Linked DNA regions of Hordeum vulgare: region 1 is linked to region 2. A link is a contact called in public Hi-C data. All regions are on one chromosome and are shown on one strand. Each heading gives the region's core, a stretch centred on a gene start, on an enhancer-like site or on the middle of the called end of the contact. The rest is flanking DNA. Distances are from core to core; before and after follow the strand shown. Region 1 holds the start of LOC123449472. Region 2 holds the start of LOC123449468 (4-coumarate--CoA ligase-like 1).

The links. A called contact is a pair of places that touch in the nucleus more often than the background predicts.
Region 1: a Hi-C map of leaf shows a contact between it and region 2, with 6 times the contacts expected there. The contact joins the promoter of LOC123449472 here to the promoter of LOC123449468 in region 2. A contact is called at or near these places in 2 of 6 Hi-C or Micro-C datasets (leaf and seedling) and 1 of 1 datasets of contacts at active chromatin or transcription factors (embryo).

The regions. Positions count from the first base shown.
Region 1 is chr4H:553,662,011-553,664,962 of MorexV3_pseudomolecules_assembly, forward strand. LOC123449472 reads left to right here and starts at 1,561. Exons shown (of 10, transcript XM_045126709.1): 1 at 1,561-2,095; 2 at 2,208-2,285; 3 at 2,365-2,927. The coding sequence starts at 1,828.
Region 2 is chr4H:553,527,135-553,530,307 of MorexV3_pseudomolecules_assembly, forward strand. It overlaps LOC123449468 (4-coumarate--CoA ligase-like 1), which reads right to left and starts at 1,770. Exons shown (of 6, transcript XM_045126703.1): 1 at 572-1,770. The coding sequence starts at 1,585.

The sequences.
Region 1 (2,952 bases), core at 311-2,810, 130 kb after region 2:
AAAACACCATGCTGGAGTGCATTCATTAGTGAGAAGAACCATCTTTTTGCAGCTGGTTCTCTTACTCTGTTCATCACCTCCACAAGATCAGTGTCGTGTCGTGCCCACACATAGTGACCAACATCACGCTGGAGCAATGAGTGTTGCCAGGTGTCATTAGAACCACAGATACCACAACTTTGTACTGTTAGACATGTGCTATAGTGGTGCATGAGATCAGTAGTCGGCAATGATTGTTGCGATAGCATACATATAAAAACTTTGATCTTGGATGGTACATTGATCTTCCAAATCATAATCCATGACTTTATTTCTACATCAGAGTTTGAGGTGTCGGGGCAACCCTCTAACCAAGCTTTTTGTCTAAGTTTAGTGCAGACGAGCATATGATATGTCGACCGAACGTTGAAGACTCCAATCTTCTCATGTACCCAAGCCCAAAAGTCATAAATCTGCTCAGTGCAAAGATGGATTGATAGAATGGCTTATGCGTTGGTAGGTAGGAAAACCTCGACAAGCAAAGTTAGGTCCGAGTCTGCATTGTCTGTTATTAGATCGCTCACTCGTTGCAGAGGATTAGTAACCCGACTCATAATCGATCACATACTGCTAGGCCGCGGGATCCAGTTGTGCTGCCAAAGATCTATCTCGATTGCTCAAAATTTTGTTGAGGGGTAAAGCCAAGTCCCATTCATCACAATCCACAATTTATGAGATACAATTTGGGTCATGGGGTTGGCCAAACTAGATATGACGTCCCTGCCCAAGGGTAAGGGAAAACTTAGCTAGACTATGTGCTTCACCGTTAACATCACGACCTACGAAAATGAAAGAACAACTTAGAGTACTATAATTAATCTTAATTTCTCTAATGATAGCACCAAACGATCTTTGAAACCTTTGTTGATATCTGAAATGACTTGCTTGGTGTGTGAAGATATGACAAAGTTTTGCACATGAAGATCTTTAGCTAGGGTGAAAGCTTCCCGATAGGCGATGGCCTCAAGTGTTGCGGGATCCTCCACCCCGACTATGAACAACGCCGATCTGCCTATAGAGCATCCTCGCCTTGCTCGTACTCCCGCGTCCACATGGATCTTCATAAAATCCTCCGATAGAGCCTTTGTACATCTTTAAATGATCGCATGCTGATCATGCGCTACCTGAGACTGAGATGACTGTTTTTTGCTTGATTGTATCAAGCTCCTCGATGAACCTCTTCGCGAACATGAAGGTCACCTAGGGACTCCGAAAGACCCCCTCATGGATAGCCTTGCCATGCGCAGACCAAATCGACCATAGAGTGAGTGAAGAGAAGCACCGTCTTTTTTTAGAAGGAAGAGAAGCACTATTGATCAAATGAACATTTTGTTAACTTGAATTCTTGATTGATCCAAACGGGACACACCAAGAAGGGAAGGAAACAAAGAGAGATGGCTGGGCCCAGCCGTTTTGTTGTTTGGGCCGGGAGCTGGGCTGTGCTGGGCCCTGTGCTAGTTGGCAACGAGGGGGAAGAAGATTAGTTTAAGCCATGGCATGGATCATCGTCGTCTCCGGCTCAGTCAGATCTGCCTGCCCCGCTCGACGCCGAGGGACCACCCACGACTCCACCAGCAGGACGCAGCTCTTCCTCTTCCTCTTCCTCTTCGTCCCCTCCCACCACCTCCCGAGATCCCCGCCCACCGACCCGCGCCGACGCGCGGGGGCCCGGCGGGCTCGGAGCGCCCGAGGCGGCCCTCGCTCTGCCGTGCGGAGTCGAGCCAGGACGCCCGCCAGGGCCATTCCGCGCCTCCCCCCCCCTGCTCGCGCGGCTGACGGCGAGCGGCCATGAATTTCCTCTACCGAGCCGCGCAGCCCGAGCTGCCGCGGATCCCCGAGCAGCCCAAGACCCTGGAGGGCCTCATCGCCGACGACCCGTTCCGCGTCTCCGCGTCCGCCGAGGAGGACGGAACTGCCAGCAACGGAGCCGGAGAGATCGGCGGGGACGCTGCTGCTTCCCCGCCGGCTGCCACCTCCCCAGATTCCAAAAGTTCGGCTCCGCCCGGAAAGCACAGCGATGTTTCCCAGGACGAAGGGTGGATCGCAATTCCCAACAGTTGGTGCCCCTTTCCCCTTGCTTGGCTCTCTCCTCGTCGCATTGCAGATTTCAGTACTGCAACATTTCTCCTTGGCCCGGTAGCTTACTGATTTACAATTTACTTCCGCAGAGGAGCTTCCTGAGGATTGGAGTGAGGTTTCAGACATGCTGCAGCTGCGGCCTTTGGATCGCCCCTTCCTTTTTCCCGGTAAAGTTACTTGGCTTCTACCTTACCTGCTGCTTGTACCTGGTTTTTGTTTTGGTGTCTGAATTAGTTCGGTTATCAGGCGAGCAGGTTCATATACTGGCGTGCCTATCAGCCTCTAAGCAAGATATGACCTCCATATCTCCGTTTAGAATTGCTGCCGTGATGTCTAAGAACGGAAATTCGCCGCTGCACCCCACAAATAAATCTAGCCCTGTCAGTGAGAATGGGGATACAAATGGAACAGCCGGAGAAAATAGTTCTCTTGGTGTTGAGGACAACATGGAGAGTGTTGAACTTGACGAGAAAGCATCTCCTTCAGAGCAAGATATCGTGGAGACTGAATCTCTCCTTCGGATGGAAGATCGCAAACAGCAAATAGAAACCGTGCTGCAACAATTCAAAAGATCCAACTTTTTTGTCCGAATTGCGGAGTCAGATGAACCTCTCTGGTCCAAGAAAAGAGTAGCTGCAACTAAGTCGGCAGATGAACAATCATATTCAGATAGCCAGGGAAATAATAGAGTTTCAAGGAGTACTGCTTACAATACCATCTCTGATAAAGGGGTTTTTGATGGTAGCACATCTGGAGGAGTCGCTCGTGACACTGTAAGGTGCTATGCTCTGCAAAATGGAGACATCGTGGTATGTTTCAAGCGATCCGTCTATT
Region 2 (3,173 bases), core at 520-3,019:
TGTAACACGATAAGACTTTTTTTAATTTTTGAGTGTGTTGGACATGTTGGCTATGTGCATCATGCTATGCAGAGGCCCAAAATTCCATCGATGCAGTTGTATCACCCCGATATACCAACGGAATGAAATGTCCTCTGTCGAAAAAAGTCTGAATACTCATACGCGGCAAGTATTCCCACAGCTGATTCTTAAGAGTGGCACTGTAGCAGCACCGTGTAGACATTATGCAGACATTACAAGATTCTTTTACTGTGTGGTGCAGTAGTTCAGGTTGTATTCGCAGGACAAAATATTAGGATCCACCGTCAAAATCAAGCAGCAAATCTTAGCTGTTTGCATATTGCTGTATACTCGCAAGCTCTGATTGCCATAAAGGCGGGAATCATATAAGCAGAAACTCTGTCTTAATCACCTGATTAACCTTTTCAGGGAAGCGACAAGAGTACAGATATTCAGTCCCCACAAAAGCACAACAAAAAGACGCTGAAAAGTCGATCTGGTCCTTCCAAAACAGCAGATAAAAAGTGCAGAGCAGCTGGCTGGATGATTCTGATTCTGACTGGTTGGTTACCTGAACGATCTCGGCGTCGGGGAAGTTCTTGGCCACCACCTCCATGACGTCCCTGCCGAGCGGCGCGGCGCCGGAGCCGATGAACTTGAGCGAGCTGAGGTCGTACTTGCCGACCCGCCCGTGCTTGGCGAGCGCGATCATCACCGGCGGCACGCAGAAGACGTGCGTCACCCGGTGCTGCTGCACGGCCCTCATCACCGAGTCCATGGCGAAGCCCGACATGACGACCACGGCGTTGCCGCGCTGCAGCTGCGCGAAGGTGATGACGGAGAGGCCGAAGATGTGGAACATGGGCAGGAAGCAGAGGAACACGTTGGGCGGCTCCCCCCGCTCGTCCTGGTCCGACGTCACCATCGTCGCCGCCGCGATGAAGTTGCGGTGCGTCAGGACCACGCCCTTGCTCTCCCCCGTCGTGCCGGAGGAGTAGAGCAACCCGGCCGTGTCGCCCTGCTTTGTCGGCGGGCGGCGGTACTGGGACTCGTCCGCGCCGGACACGAGGTCCGAGTAGAGCGTCACGTTGGCCGTCGCCGATGGGGTGGCGGACGCGGCGTCGTCGAGGAGGATGACGGGCAGGCCGAGGGCGGCGACCTTGGGGAGCAGCTCCGCCACGGTGACGACGAGCTTGACGCGGGCGTCGGACGCCTGCTTGGCGATCTCCCGCGGGGTGTAGAGCGGGTTGGCGGTGCTGGCGACGGCGCCGACGGCGGTGACCGCGAAGAAGCAGACCGGGTAGAGGACGCAGTTGGGCGCGAGGAGGAGCACGGCGTCGCCGGGGCGGACGCCCGCGCGGGAGGCGAGCGCGACGGCCGTGGTGAGCACCGCGGAGCGGAGGCCGGCGAAGGAGAGCGCGCGGCCCGTGGCGGCGTCGATCAGCGCGGGCGCGGACGGGCACGCGTCGGCGCGGCGGAGGAGGAGGTCGGCGACGGACAGGCCTGGGTCGGACGGGATGCGCGCCGGCGGGCGCAGCGAGCGGTACACGCCGTCCGCGCCGTACCCGGCCGCCGGCGCCGCCATCGTCGGGGCTGGGGCTGGACTGCTCGTTTGGCCCGTGCGATTGCGGCCGCGAAAGATTTGGCCGCGGCGCCGAGCCCAAACCCGGGCCGCTGGGATGGGTGAGGAGGAGAGGAGGGCTGTGGTGATCGAGCTCCGCCGAGTCCTGACGCTATCGCGATTGCTGTACAGTCTTGGCTTTATTTGTCTCTGTGTAGGAGTACTACGCGTGATTTGACCGATCTGATTTGGGCGCGGACGGTTGCCCATCATCCGTTCAAGGCTGTTGTATTTTTTATTACGGCAACACATGCAATGCAAGGCTATCTTTTTTTTTTTAGGCAACACATGCAAGACTATCTGTGTCAGTATATATTTTCTTGCTCCTTGTAGTCCATAAAATAATTGACGCAATTACGAACACTTTTTTTTAGATATGTGTCAAATGAGGGAGTGACTATCTGTAAATCGCCTCGATTTGCTGGTGCAAGTCACTTTTACACTAGTAAATTTTTTTCTCTAACTACACCGGCTGAAGCATACAACTAGGAGGTTTTCTTTTGATATGAATGACGTGTAATCTTCGGATATGATTTGCCCCATCATAGACTGGATTGGTTTATTTTTGCTGTAAAGCGATATTCTTTTTTAGGTTAGTTGGGCTTGTTGGCTGTGTGCATCACGCTGTGCAGAGACTGAACATTCTTTCATTACGGTTGTATCACCTGATATATCAATTGAGTGAAATACTTTTAATAAAAAAATATAAGCTTGCACAACCTTTTTCAAAAACACAATTAAGAGCATTCTAGCAGATCCCGTATAATGTCCCGACCCGCAAAATAACCGTCAAAATACGGGTTTGTACGGAAAATGTTGTCCGATCAAACCCCGAAAACGCGTCCGAACCGTAGACTGTTTTGAAGGGCGCGGCAAAATCCTCTCCCCGACCCGTGAAAACACAGGTTTTCACCTCGCCTATACGGTGCCTTGTATCCCAGGAAAGCGGTTGGCGGGGCGGACATTTCAGTCAGCGCCCTTTCCCCACCCCCCACCCCCCCTTCCGCCGCCGCCCCACCATTGGTTGTGCGAGTCCACCGTCGGCGATTCCGCCAAATCTACGGGGTAAATCGCGCCGCTGGGGCGCCCCTGCCCTCTTCCACCGAGGCGCTGCACCGGCTTCCCCGGATCCGCCAATCCACCACGGCCGGAGAGCCACCGTCGGAGATGGAGTTGAGCCTGTGCGAGAAGTTTCTGCTCGATGATTCATTCGATTCGAATGACTCGGATGTTTAGACGATGCTTCTCACATTTCACCAGCAGAGTTTGGTGATGGCCCTTGTCGTGAAGGAGCACGAAGATGAGAACCAAAAGAGGCGGCGATGATCGACCGTCGGTCGTCTTTGCATTCCTCGAAATCGCCATCTCGGGAACGAGATGCTGATGCAAGACTACTTCGCCGCCAATCCTATATATAAGTCGCACCTCTTCCGAAGAAGGTACCGTATGCGCAAATCCCTCTTTGTAAAAATTGTTCAAGCTTGTGAGGCCAATTGTCAATATTTTACTCAAAGAAGAAATGTCACGGGCTTGAAGGGATTTAGTACATATC